4 separate regions of the Sus scrofa genome follow, and regions 1, 3 and 4 are each linked to region 2. A link is a contact called in public HiChIP or PLAC-seq data. All regions are on one chromosome and are shown on one strand. Each heading gives the region's core, a stretch centred on a gene start, on an enhancer-like site or on the middle of the called end of the contact. The rest is flanking DNA. Distances are from core to core; before and after follow the strand shown. Region 1 overlaps TTC7B (tetratricopeptide repeat protein 7B). Region 2 has its middle 87 kb from the start of CALM1. Region 3 overlaps NRDE2 (protein NRDE2 homolog). Region 4 overlaps NRDE2 (protein NRDE2 homolog).

Region 1 (2,724 bases), core at 202-2,701, 170 kb before region 2:
CATTGATGGCCTGGGCCAGACGTTGAGGTTAGAAGATAATTTGGAAGGACAAGTTAAGGGGGGAGAATTGTATTTCCCACTCTGTCCCCCCCCAAAGGAATGTAAAAATATAAATATATTGAGTTTGCTGTGGAGGCAGCTGCCCATCGCAAGGCAAATTGGTTCTCCAGGCTCCGAGTCTCTCCCAGCCTTGGTTTTCCATCTCGATTTTAACTTCGGATCTCTGGCTTCCTTCCCGTATCCATTTCCCCCTTGGTTTGCTAGTGCGGAGACACCAGTGACAGCACTAAAAAGCTGAGAATGTGGTTCAAAGGCACAGAACAGAATAAGCAGGCACTGCTGTAGGTTTGTATGTAAAAATGTACGTTTCAGAAACCAGCCTTCGAAAATGCGGCTTTCAGGGCCCAAGAGTCAAATGCTGGCCAGCCAGTGCCCCTGGGTGTCCTTAGGAAGTCATGCTTCTGCACTGACCTAAGGGCCAGCAGGCAAGGCGCTGAAGGAGGAGGCTCAGGAGGAGGATGAAGAAATCAGATTGAAAAGGGAGGAGAGAAAACAACATGGAAGTGGTCAAGAGAAGCAGGACTGCGGGTGGGCTTTCCTGCCCAGGACGGAGCAGGAGGTTGCTCAGGTTTGCAGCAGAGCAAGGCTGAGGGATGCGGGCCTCCGCTCTCCCTGCTGGAGGGGGGACAGATAGTGGCAGGTCTTGCCTGCCCATCAGGCTGAACAGCCGGCTGGTGCTCAGGGGACTCGCAGGCCCTGTCTCCCCTGGGTAACAGCTGAGCTGTTGGGAACCGGTCCACGTGGAGGGACCTGCACCCAACTCGGGAAGCTTGCTGGAGCGAGGTGCAGGAGGTGCACCCCGAATTCCGACAGCTTGCCAGTGCCGGCAAGGACCTTCCTTTTGAGAATAGTTTGCCATAGTGAATTCTGAAATGGAATCAATGACCTCATGTCAAGGGGCTGCGGAAACCCTCCAAACGGGGGAAATTCCTTGGCTCTCTCCTCTTCAGTTTGGAGTGGCGTTTTAAAGCAACAGATCATTTTAGGCCTGGGTCTCAGCATGGCAAGAATAAACTCATAGTTGAGAGACATGAAAGCAATCATGTGGCTTTTGTTTATTTCCCTCAAATCGGGGTGTTTCGTAGCATTTAGAATGTAATGCTTGCAAGTTCTTTTCTTTTTTTGTTCCATTCTATCGTGATTCTCCATCTAGCTTAAGGAAAAAAAATTTTTTCTGCTGTCATGGCAACAGTGGAAGTGACGACTTGAATAAAATTATGTGACTGAAAAAAAAAAAAAAAAGCATGGGTGGTATAGGAGTTGCTGAGAATTGTATGCTTTTGCATTTAGGACACTTTTTCCCTTTTCTTATATTTAAAATGTGCAGTCTCTCCCCTCCAGTGCCTTCTCCCTCCGGTTGTCACATTGCTCTGGGGCTGGACAGGCCACCTCGGCTTGGTCCTGACGGTGGCACACTTATTTGACTAGTGCAGCCCGAGGCCTTCCGAGCCTTCCTTGTGGTTCCTGAGGAGCCTTTGTTTACCAGCAGGATTCTTCCCAGCTTCAAGAAGAATTTGATTCTGAATCCTAAGCTCTTCCCAGAAACAAACTGGAAACCGTTTGAGGAAAACTTGCCTTTGCCTCAAAGGCAGCGTGCGGTGCCTTGGGAGCGCGCCCTGCGTCCCTCCTGGTTTGGCCTCTCCTGGGTGGCATCCCCTCAGTCACAGGGACTTCCTCCAGCCGCCACCAGAGGGCCTCAGTCCTGCGCGGGAGAAACTGCCTTGGCCTTAGAGGGGAGTGGACTCTCCCCATCAGTTCTCAGTTAGGGCCTCTGAGGCCTCATCTGCAGACCCCAGGCTGCTTCACTTGGGCCAGCTGATTTTCCTTTCCAATTTTGAACCGGTTCCTAGGAGTGTCTCAGTAGCTGGGACCACCTGTATGCATCAGATTTGGATTGGATATACACTTTCATTTGCATATTAATGACGTAAACCCTAGACCTGAGCGTCCATATTTTGTTTTCTTCTTGGGTTGCATGTCCCTTTGAGAGTTCACATCTCTTTTGTCAGGAAGGTGGTGGGTATGGTTGGAAGCTCCCAGCTTGCCCTCTCACTGGCCGTGTGAACCTGGGCAGGCCGTTTCTCTCCAGGGTTGCAATGGACTAAGTTGTGTTGGATCATTATAGCTAGAAAATTCGGTGCATCTGTAACTGGATGTGTTTCTCATTCCACAAGGAAGGCACGGGAGACCTTCCGAATGGCCACTTGCTATCTGGTAGCCTTCCCTGAGTTATAACATTGGGATTTGAAACTACCCCCTCCAGGCCTAATTTCCACCCTGTTTGAACAACCCTTTAAACTGGGTCTCCAACGACATGGTCCCAGTCCTACCCTTACTGCATACGGTTGAAAATGCCATGCTTTTAGTACATAGTAGGCGCTTAAGCTGCGATCCTGGAGTGACATCAGCCCAGTCCTTCCTCCCCTCCCTTTTCCAGCCGTAGCTGTTTCCTTCGCCTCATGTTCCCTAAGAGAACTGAGCTTCAGTCCAAAGCCAGTGAACACGGATGCCGTAAAAACAAATGCAGGGGAGAGCAGCAGAGATCGCGCGTCCCAGAGCCTGTTACCTAATTTTGATTCATGTCCCCTTTGGTGCTGCCCGGAGTCCTGAGCCCAAGCTTCTCTTTTTATGCCACCGTAAAGCTTCTGATCTGATATCATCTGC
Region 2 (2,802 bases), core at 264-2,763:
TGTGGCTTGGATTTGGCATCACTGTGGTCTAGGCCGGCGGCTACAGCTCCCATTGGACCCCTAGCCTGGGAACCTCCATATGCCATGGGAGCGGCCCTAAAAAGACAAAATAATAATAATAATAATAGCTCTGATGTATTATGCACTTTGTCCTTGCCTGGCACTGCTCTAAGAATTTTATATCTACTAACTCATTTAATCTACTCCCCAAACCTGCGAGGTGGGTATTTTCATTACCCATTTTGCAGTGGAGGAAAGTGAGGAACAGGAGGTTTCTGTTGGTGGCCAGGCGTTAGCAAGGGGCAGAGCGTTAGTTCATGAAGGCTCCCGTGTACCCCATACTCCTGCCAGTAGTAAGAGAAACATTTCTAATCTTGTCATAATCTAAAGGAAGAAAACAAGAAAATCTCATCGTTGCTTTATTTTCATTTTTGTTACGGATGAAGTCGATTTCCATCCTCCGCCATCCTTTTTATGACTGTTTTTTTATTTTTGGCCATGCCCGCCGCATACAAAAGTTCCAGAGATCAAACCTGTGTCACAGCAGTGACAACACCAGGTCCTTAACCTGCCAAGCCACCAGGGAACTCCCAAAGCCTTTCTACGAATTCTTTTAGGAGTTGTTTCTCGTGTCTTTTCCGCATGCATCTTTGTATTGATTTGTAGTGGCTTCACACACTGCATGAATCAGCCACTGGTCATTAGCTGCCTGCCCCCGCGTAAACAGTGAGGCTGTGGGGAGAGGGGCTGCTGCCCTCCTTGGATGCCCAACCAGGCAGAGCCTGGTACAGAGCAAGCTCCTCATGGTTCAAAAGGGAGGCTGGGGGCTCCCAGCACAACTTGTTTATCATCGATTCTTTTTTCATCTTTTTAGGGCCACACCCGCAGCCTATGGACGTTCCCAGGCTAGGGGTCTACTCGGAGCTTCAGCTGCCGACCACACCACAGCTCACGGCAACACCAGATCCTTAACCCACTGAGCGAGGCCAGGGATTGAACCCGCAGCCTCTTGGTTCCTAGTCGAATTCATTTCCGCTGCTCCACGACAGGAACTCCTATCATTGATTCTTAACTCTTAACCTGAAATGACAGCTCCCTCTGTCTGGGGAGTTGGGTGGGTTTACAGAATGAACGTTCTCAGACTCCCAGATGGCCAAGCAAAGCAGGGAGGGTGCAGCCCCTTGCTACAGATGAGGAAACTGAGGCCCAGGGCTGCTTCATGGAGTACCGAAGCATTCGTGTCCAAGACTGACCTCGCGCCCCCTGCTGCCTTGGTCCAAGCCTCGCCCTGCTCCATCTCTGACTGACAGGCATGACAGGATGAAGGGGGTAGGGTTTCCTGCCCGTAAAGGATGTGAGGACGCAGCTGCCGGCGGCCCCAGCCTGCACATGGCAGGTCCTGCACCCACCGCTGTCACCTGCCTGCTGGCCTGGCCCTGCCTCTCTGAGCGCTCCCAGCTGGGGCCGAGCTGGAAGGGGAGCAGAGGGCTGGGCGGTTGCACAAAGGCCCCTTTGTGCCCGTTGCTAGGGCCTGGCTGTATTTACTCAGCCTCGGTAAACAGGAGGTGCCTGGAGGCCCGCTCTGTTATGACAACTCAGAGAGCGTGTTCTTTCCTTCCTGAGGCCGCGCAACCCCCAGCGGCTGTGGGGTGGTTCCCCACAGCAGAGGGGCTTCCCCGGGGCTGAGCTGCAGTGTCCTTGTCACACACGAGCTGGGCTGGAGGGCCTTTGAGAGGTCACTCAGCTCAGCACCTCGAGCTTCTGATGGGGATGCTGAGGCCCCGAGGGCTGGAGGTGGGGAGGGCCTGGCCCAAGGTCACAGGGGAGGGGTTGGCCAGATGGGCCTGGTCCTGAGGTCCTGTCCTCTGCACAGGCCTGATTTCTCCACCTGTCCCTTGCATGCTGGTCATCTGCAGTGGGCTCAGTCCCCAAGTCCCGCCACCTTCCCGTCATCCCTGGGGCGTGGGGCGGGGAGGGTTGCCCACTCGCCCCAGGGTCCCCAGGACCAGGCCCCCCGGAGATAGACTACAACCCAAACCACAGTTATCTTTAAGGATCTCCATGTCTTACCAAACCAAGATCCATCAAGATAGGGTTATAAGAAGCATGGTGTTATTTTTAATGTGTACAATTCATAAAATGCCTCTTTGAATACCCCACGCCCCCTCGCCCCCAGGGCAATACCATAGTGAGGGTTACAAGCTGGTTATAGGGTTTATTTTCCACATCCACACACTTGGGGGCCACGGGGGGTGCATCCAGTGATGGGACCTCCCTGGTGGCTATGAAATGAACTTGATTTCACCCTGCAGACTCCTCGGTCACGCCCAAGGCCGTCAGCTCCTTCAGAGAGAATATCAAACGGCTACCTTTGAGGCCCTGGGTGCACGAGAGGCCTCCCGTGACGGGCCCAGCCCAAGGTGGCCAGCAGCCAGAGCTTCTCTGTGACCTTCAGCCGGGGCCGCCCGCCCAGCTCCTTCCTCCAGGGGAAGGCAGGCTGAGCTCTGGGCCCTGCCTCCCCCACCCCGAGGTCCCTGTTCGGCCTCACCTCACACAGGGAGCCCAGGAGGGCTGAGGTGGGGACTCTGGGGGCCAGAAGCTGATTTAGGGGGATACGTACAACTCCTGAGCAGGTGCCTAATGGGCTTCCAACAGGCCCGGTGCGCCTCCTGGCCTGAGCCCGGCCGGCCCCTCCTGCCCACACCCCAGGCTTCACAAACAAAGGCCCTGTGTACCTTGGCCTTCAGGACGCTCACGCAGGGAATCCTTTGGGGAACAGAGTGGATTTCCTCAAAGCTGGGG
Region 3 (2,703 bases), core at 109-2,608, 190 kb after region 2:
GAGTCACATGCAGCTAGTAGCTACCACATTAGCACAGCTTTAGAATATTTCACCCGTCTGATTTCACCAGCTCACCTGCTGTTTTTTTCCCTGAGAACTTGATTATAGGAAAGTCCCTAAATGCCAGTGAGTCTGGGCCTGGCTCTTGCTCATCTTGGCATTCCAGGTACCCAGCCCTGTGGCTGGCAGAGCAGGTAGATTTAAAGGTTGATGATGGTTCTCTTTGCTGGTTAGTTGCACTGGAAAGTTTTATTCTTGCTTTTAGATGATGATGATGATGATGAACCAGAAGATGACGACCAGGAAATTAAAGATAAGACTCTGCCCAGGTGGCAGATCTGGCTTGCTGCTGAGCGGTCCCGGGACCAGAGGCACTGGCGGCCGTGGCGCCCTGATAAGACCAAGAAGCAGACGGAGGAAGACTGTGAGGATCCAGAGAGACAGGCGAGTACCGGCCCTCCCCCCGGCTGCCAGGGCTTGCTCTTCCCACATTCCTGCTGGGCTTTGGGTCCCTGAAAGGAGGCAGCTGGGCTCTCGGAGCACCTGCCTGGCTTGGGAGATGCTGGCCTGCTTCTGTCTACACAAATCGCCCTCTTACCGAAAACCAGAGTAGGTTTCCCTGGCTGCTGGTGGTGGGGGGAGCGTAGAGGTGCTAGACCTGATCCTTTCTGTCTCCAAGGAGGAGGGTCGGCTCTTGTGTGGTCGCTTCTCTGGAGATGGTCTTCCAGGCTGTTGAGTTAATTTTTCCCACCGAAGCCTGAGGGCTCAGGGTTTGAAAATTCAAAATCACTGTCCTGGATGCTTTTCCTACCCACTCTTGGATCCCTGAGGATGTGTGGGTGGGTTTGACTCTGGAAATCAAGAGATACAAGAGGTGGAGGCCAGGTCGGGACAGGTGGTGTACGGCTCGTCATGCTGGGGAGGAACTAGCGTTTTCTGGGGACCTGCTACTTGGTGCCTAGCGGTCAGCAGCTCCGGAGGCTTTACATGAAAATAAAGGGCTTCTACATTGATACTTGTAATTGAGCCACTCTGACAAGATACCAGCTACACTTGACTCTGGAACAATGACCCCCGAGCCGTCAAAAACCCCTTTCTAATTTTGCAGGCGACCCTCCGTATCCACGGTTCCACAGCCGCGGATCCAGCCACCCGTGGGTCTCGTGGTCCTGTGGTACCTATTTACTGAAAACACTCAGGTGTGAGTGGGCCTGCCCAGTTAACACCTGTGCTGTTTAAGGGTCCACTGTGTGCTGCTTGGCATGGGACAGGTCACAGGTGCAGACTGAGGTTGTACAGCAGCGAGGCCGTGAGCTTTGATGTGCTTGCTCCCCACCAGTCACGTGCCGGGAGGGTGGGGATTGTTCCCTTTCTCTTCACTGCTGAGTCACCCGTGCCTGGATGACACTGCCCTGTGCTGAGCACTCGGTTAATAGCCCTGGAGGTTGAGTGAATCTTTGATGCCGGAGCTTTGGCTTGAGGCAGAGGGGTCAGCACGAGTGAAGGCTCCCGAGGGCCTGGATACGGTGGCTAGACGACAAGTAGGATACAGGATTGGGAAGAAGGAAAAAAGTGGCCTCGGGGCAGGAAGGAGGGACCAGCCTTCGGGGGAGATTCGAGAGCTCACGGAAGCCAGTCAGCACCTGAGCTTCCTGCCCAGCCGAACTGAAGGTTCGGGAAGAGTGGGTGGCATTTATCTTTGGTGTTCGAGGGTTCTACAGAGTTCGTGGTTGCCCTTCAGAAGTTAGTTCTCAAGGCTCAGCATTTTGGGGGGTTTTCTAGAAGCCTGTTTTGGGAGCAAGCTACTGCTGTGAACTATTTCTTAGATTTTTTTTTTTTTTCTAGTCAAAGCCTGGAGGAGAAGAGTGTTCTGATTAATTGACGGTTTTGATAAGTTGAGTCCCAGGTGGTCCAGTTTATTATGCTTGTGTTTTGATTTCCTCTTTGCTGAGGGCCACAGAGACCAGTCAGGTAAGCAAGACCTGGGACATAGTGTAGTTTCTGTGGCCTTCGATTTTAAAGTTATTACGTGAAATCAGCTGCGAATGTTACAGTTAGTGTCAGGCCCTTATAATTACTCTCAACAGGGTCCATTGCTCCCGCAGTTTCCTTCTTACCTTGCTGCTGTTTGTGTATTTTCAAGCATATTTTTCATTTCCTGAAGCAGTTTTATACAAAGAAACCACAAAATAGTAAGGTTCTTATCTCCTACCTTAAAAATTAAAAAATTGCACAACCACAACCTACCACAGTAACTATAAAAGCAGTTATGTGTGTTCTCAGAAGTGAGTGTGATTCTAGATTTTCTTTGAATCCGTGAGGCTACTTTGGAAGTTTCCGCTTTGGTCCTCCCTCCTCCGGAGGATCCCCAGGAGGGGTGTGGGTGCTGCCGGCACTGCAGGACTCCCGGCACTTACCCTCCCACCTCAGCTCGCCTTTGGAGGCCTCTAGCTTTTTTGCATCTTGCAGAAGAAACCTACGTTCTGTCTGTTTAAAATGTAATTTGAATAATGTTAACTCGTTAGTACATCCGTATAAAAAGAACTGTGGGAAAACCTGAAGGTTTGTTTGTTGCATTATGTCACTTGACTTTGTCTTCATTGCAGGTGTTGTTTGATGATATTGGGCAGTCTCTGATCCGACTTTCCAGCCCGGATCTTCAGTTTCAGCTGATCTCGGCCTTTCTGCAGTTCTTGGGTGTGC
Region 4 (2,802 bases), core at 94-2,593, 170 kb after region 2:
CCAAGAGAAAACGTGGGCAGTCAAGCAGCAGTGGATCCGAGTCAGATACTGATTCTGAAAAGGACAAACCTTCCAGAAGCATCAGAGATGGAAACAAGGAATCAGAGAAACCAAAGTAGGTTTTCTCTTCTCAAAAACCTGTGATTTTTCATATCTTGAATTATTTCTCCCTTGATTGTTGGTGATAAGTTAGACATTTGAGTGAATATTTAGCCGCTCAATCAAAATAGAGTCAATAAATACCTTAGTAAAGCTGGGAAAAAGCAGAAAGAGCCCTACCATTAGGTCAACCTAAGAAAAGAAAACTTTCATTTTAAAAAAAGAATAAGGCCATGATTTTATTTGAGAAATATTGCTGAGGCACAGTAACGATTGTGTCAAAATCTGGTTCAGGCAAAAAGTATATAGGATTTTTGGAAGATAGAGAATGTGCCACTTGCTGGGCATATGGGCTAGTTCACTACTTAGTTTTACATGCATTTATTTATTTTTTATTTTTAAAATTTTATTTTTTAAGGTTTTAACACATTTATTTCGATGTTTTAAAATTTTTAAAACATTAAAAAAAATTTTTATTTATTTCTTTTGGCCATGCCAGTGGCATGTGGAAGTTCCCAGGCTAGGTATCGAACAGCAGAGACAATGCTAGATCCTTAACCCGCTGTGCCACAAGGCAGCTCCTTACATGCCTTCATAAAGAATGAGAAAAATGTCTTTCTCTTTCTTGACATGTCTTCCTTTCAGTCACCCACATTAAAACCCCTGTTGTATTGGGAGTTCCTATTGTGATTCAGCGGTAATGAACCCAGCTAGTGTCTGTGGGGACGCAGCTTCGATTCCTGGTCTCGCTAAGTGGTTGAGGATCTGGCGTTGCCGTGAGCTGTGGTGTAGGTTGCAGATGTGGCTCGGATCCCAAGTAGATGTGGCTGTTGTGTAGGCCGGCAGCAACAGCTCCAATTTGACCCCTAGCCTGCCAACTTCCGTATACCTCAGGCACTGACCTAAAAAGACAACCCCCGCCCCCCGCCCCGAGTTTGCTCCTGCATGTGCTTGCCTGCGCACTCTCTCTCTGGTTAAGGTTGATGTAGCACTTAAAATAATCATTGCTTTTGTCCTTATTTCACAGCTGTTTAGAATCACTGGGTTGGAGGTACAGAATGGCTCATGACCACCTACTTCCTTTCCTTGGGGGTTTTCTTTCTCCCCGTGTTTCGCTTGTCTGCCCTGGGCATAGCGTTCACGGCGTTCTGTAGATCTGGTCAGTGCAGGTGCTGAGTGATAGCTTTTCCTCTCTGCTAAGTCTGACCTCCTCCTGCGTAGGAGGCACTGTCCCATGTGTGTGACTCGCGGTATGTGGTGAAACTGCTTGAGTCATTCCTCAATTAACTTTTTTCTTTCCTTCGTTCATGTGGTCTAGAAGAGAGGAAATTTAAGTACCCGTTCGAGGCATACTTTAATAAATTTAGTGCTGTTAAGATTTTTATGACCCTTCAGGGCTTATTTGCTTTAGTTATGTGCTTATGAGTCCCACTGATGTTGGAGTTTCCATCAGAGGCAGACAACGTGGTCTGCTGGGATCCCTTTGTTATCAGATCAGCATTGGAGAACCACAGGCCTCTGTGGCTCAGAGGATCCAGATTTATTTAGCTCTGTCTGCGTCTCAGGTGCTGTGCCTGTAACCCTAGAAGAAGGAAAAATAAAGGAGTCTAGCAGAAAGATTCTGAATTTGACTGAATTTCTGTGGCAGAGCCACTCCTCCCTTCTTACCTTTGTATGCTCTTCCCCACCAGAGGTTAACGTAGGTCCTGATGTGTAATAAACTCTCAGTACATTTTTGTTCTGTGAATGAATGGATGAGTAGATCATTGATTCTTATTAGTATGTCTTCAAAGCAAATGCATAATCGTTGTGTGTTGTGAAGACTCATCTTTAACTATTTGTCTTTTTTTTTTTTTTTTTTGCTGAGGAAAATGAGTTTTATAGGATTTCCTGAAACTGTACCAGAACTACCATAAGAACTTGAAAGAGTAATTTTCAGCCTGTGCTTAACCACATCAGAAGTGATCTTTACAGTCTCTCGATAGTTTTATAATCTAGGTAGCACTTTTTTTTTTTTTTTTTTTTTTTTTAAGGGCTGCACCTGAGGCATGTGGAGGTTCCCAGGCTAGGGGTCAAATTGGAGCTACAGCTGCTGGCCGACACCACAGCCACAGCAACATCAGATCTGAGCCGCATCTTCAACCTACACCACAGCTCACAGCAACGCTGGATCCTTAACCCACTGAGTGGGGCCAGAGATCAGACCCATGTCCTCATGGATACTAGTCCATTTCCTTACCACTGAGCCATGACAGGAACTCTGATCCAAAGGCACTTTTAAGTTTGTTGATGTTTTGTAGAGTATCCCCATTAAGATTAGGGTGGGTTGTTCTTGTCTTTGTCTTTGACTTTCTTACTGTTCACTTCTGTAGCCTTTTCCTGGGAAGGTGACCTGGAAGAGTTGTTTGTTTCTGCACAGACAAGGACTAAGACATTAGTGAGTTGTGTCTTCTGTGATATCAGGAAAGCGGTGTTGGGTGTGTGGCCAGCAGGGTGGAGGGGGTTGTGTACCATATGGGGCTCTTATTCAGGGTCATCGGGGGACAGCTTCCCCAGAGACCATAGCTTCTTGCGACCTTCATTTCCTAGGATGAGCTCTTCACTGTCAGGTGCAGGTCCTTCCCTGTGCAGCCCGGACCACATCCCGCTTCCCGACTGCAGTACCCAGTAGGGGAGGGATGAGGGCCTCTTACTCTCCAGCGG

The links. HiChIP or PLAC-seq counts read pairs in DNA pulled down with a chosen protein or histone mark.
Region 1: an H3K27ac HiChIP or PLAC-seq map of skeletal muscle shows a contact between it and region 2. The contact joins two enhancer-like sites. A contact is called at or near these places in 2 of 2 datasets of contacts at active chromatin or transcription factors (alveolar macrophages and skeletal muscle).
Region 3: an H3K27ac HiChIP or PLAC-seq map of alveolar macrophages shows a contact between it and region 2. The contact joins two enhancer-like sites. A contact is called at or near these places in 1 of 47 Hi-C or Micro-C datasets (embryonic fibroblasts) and 1 of 2 datasets of contacts at active chromatin or transcription factors (alveolar macrophages).
Region 4: an H3K27ac HiChIP or PLAC-seq map of alveolar macrophages shows a contact between it and region 2. The contact joins two enhancer-like sites. A contact is called at or near these places in 1 of 47 Hi-C or Micro-C datasets (embryonic fibroblasts) and 1 of 2 datasets of contacts at active chromatin or transcription factors (alveolar macrophages).

The regions. Positions count from the first base shown.
Region 1 is chr7:112,412,693-112,415,416 of Sscrofa11.1, reverse strand. All of the region lies in intron 5 of TTC7B (tetratricopeptide repeat protein 7B), which reads left to right. Among named protein-coding and RNA genes, the nearest start is that of TTC7B, 110 kb to the left of the region's middle. Within about 2 kb of position 1,451, at least 12 of the 83 cell types and tissues checked have an H3K27ac peak or open chromatin away from gene starts, as enhancers often do. A contact at or near this core is called in alveolar macrophages and skeletal muscle, where this site is marked.
Region 2 is chr7:112,246,517-112,249,318 of Sscrofa11.1, reverse strand. No RefSeq gene overlaps it. Among named protein-coding and RNA genes, the nearest start is that of CALM1, 87 kb to the right of the region's middle. Within about 2 kb of position 1,513, at least 60 of the 83 cell types and tissues checked have an H3K27ac peak or open chromatin away from gene starts, as enhancers often do. A contact at or near this core is called in alveolar macrophages and skeletal muscle, where this site is marked.
Region 3 is chr7:112,052,571-112,055,273 of Sscrofa11.1, reverse strand. NRDE2 (protein NRDE2 homolog) reads left to right here. Exons shown (of 14, transcript XM_021099603.1): 9 at 266-444; 10 at 2,607-2,703. Among named protein-coding and RNA genes, the nearest start is that of PSMC1, 26 kb to the right of the region's middle. Within about 2 kb of position 1,358, at least 3 of the 83 cell types and tissues checked have an H3K27ac peak or open chromatin away from gene starts, as enhancers often do. A contact at or near this core is called in alveolar macrophages, where this site is marked.
Region 4 is chr7:112,072,767-112,075,568 of Sscrofa11.1, reverse strand. NRDE2 (protein NRDE2 homolog) reads left to right here. Exons shown (of 14, transcript XM_021099603.1): 3 at 1-115. Among named protein-coding and RNA genes, the nearest start is that of NRDE2, 16 kb to the left of the region's middle. Within about 2 kb of position 1,343, at least 2 of the 83 cell types and tissues checked have an H3K27ac peak or open chromatin away from gene starts, as enhancers often do. A contact at or near this core is called in alveolar macrophages, where this site is marked.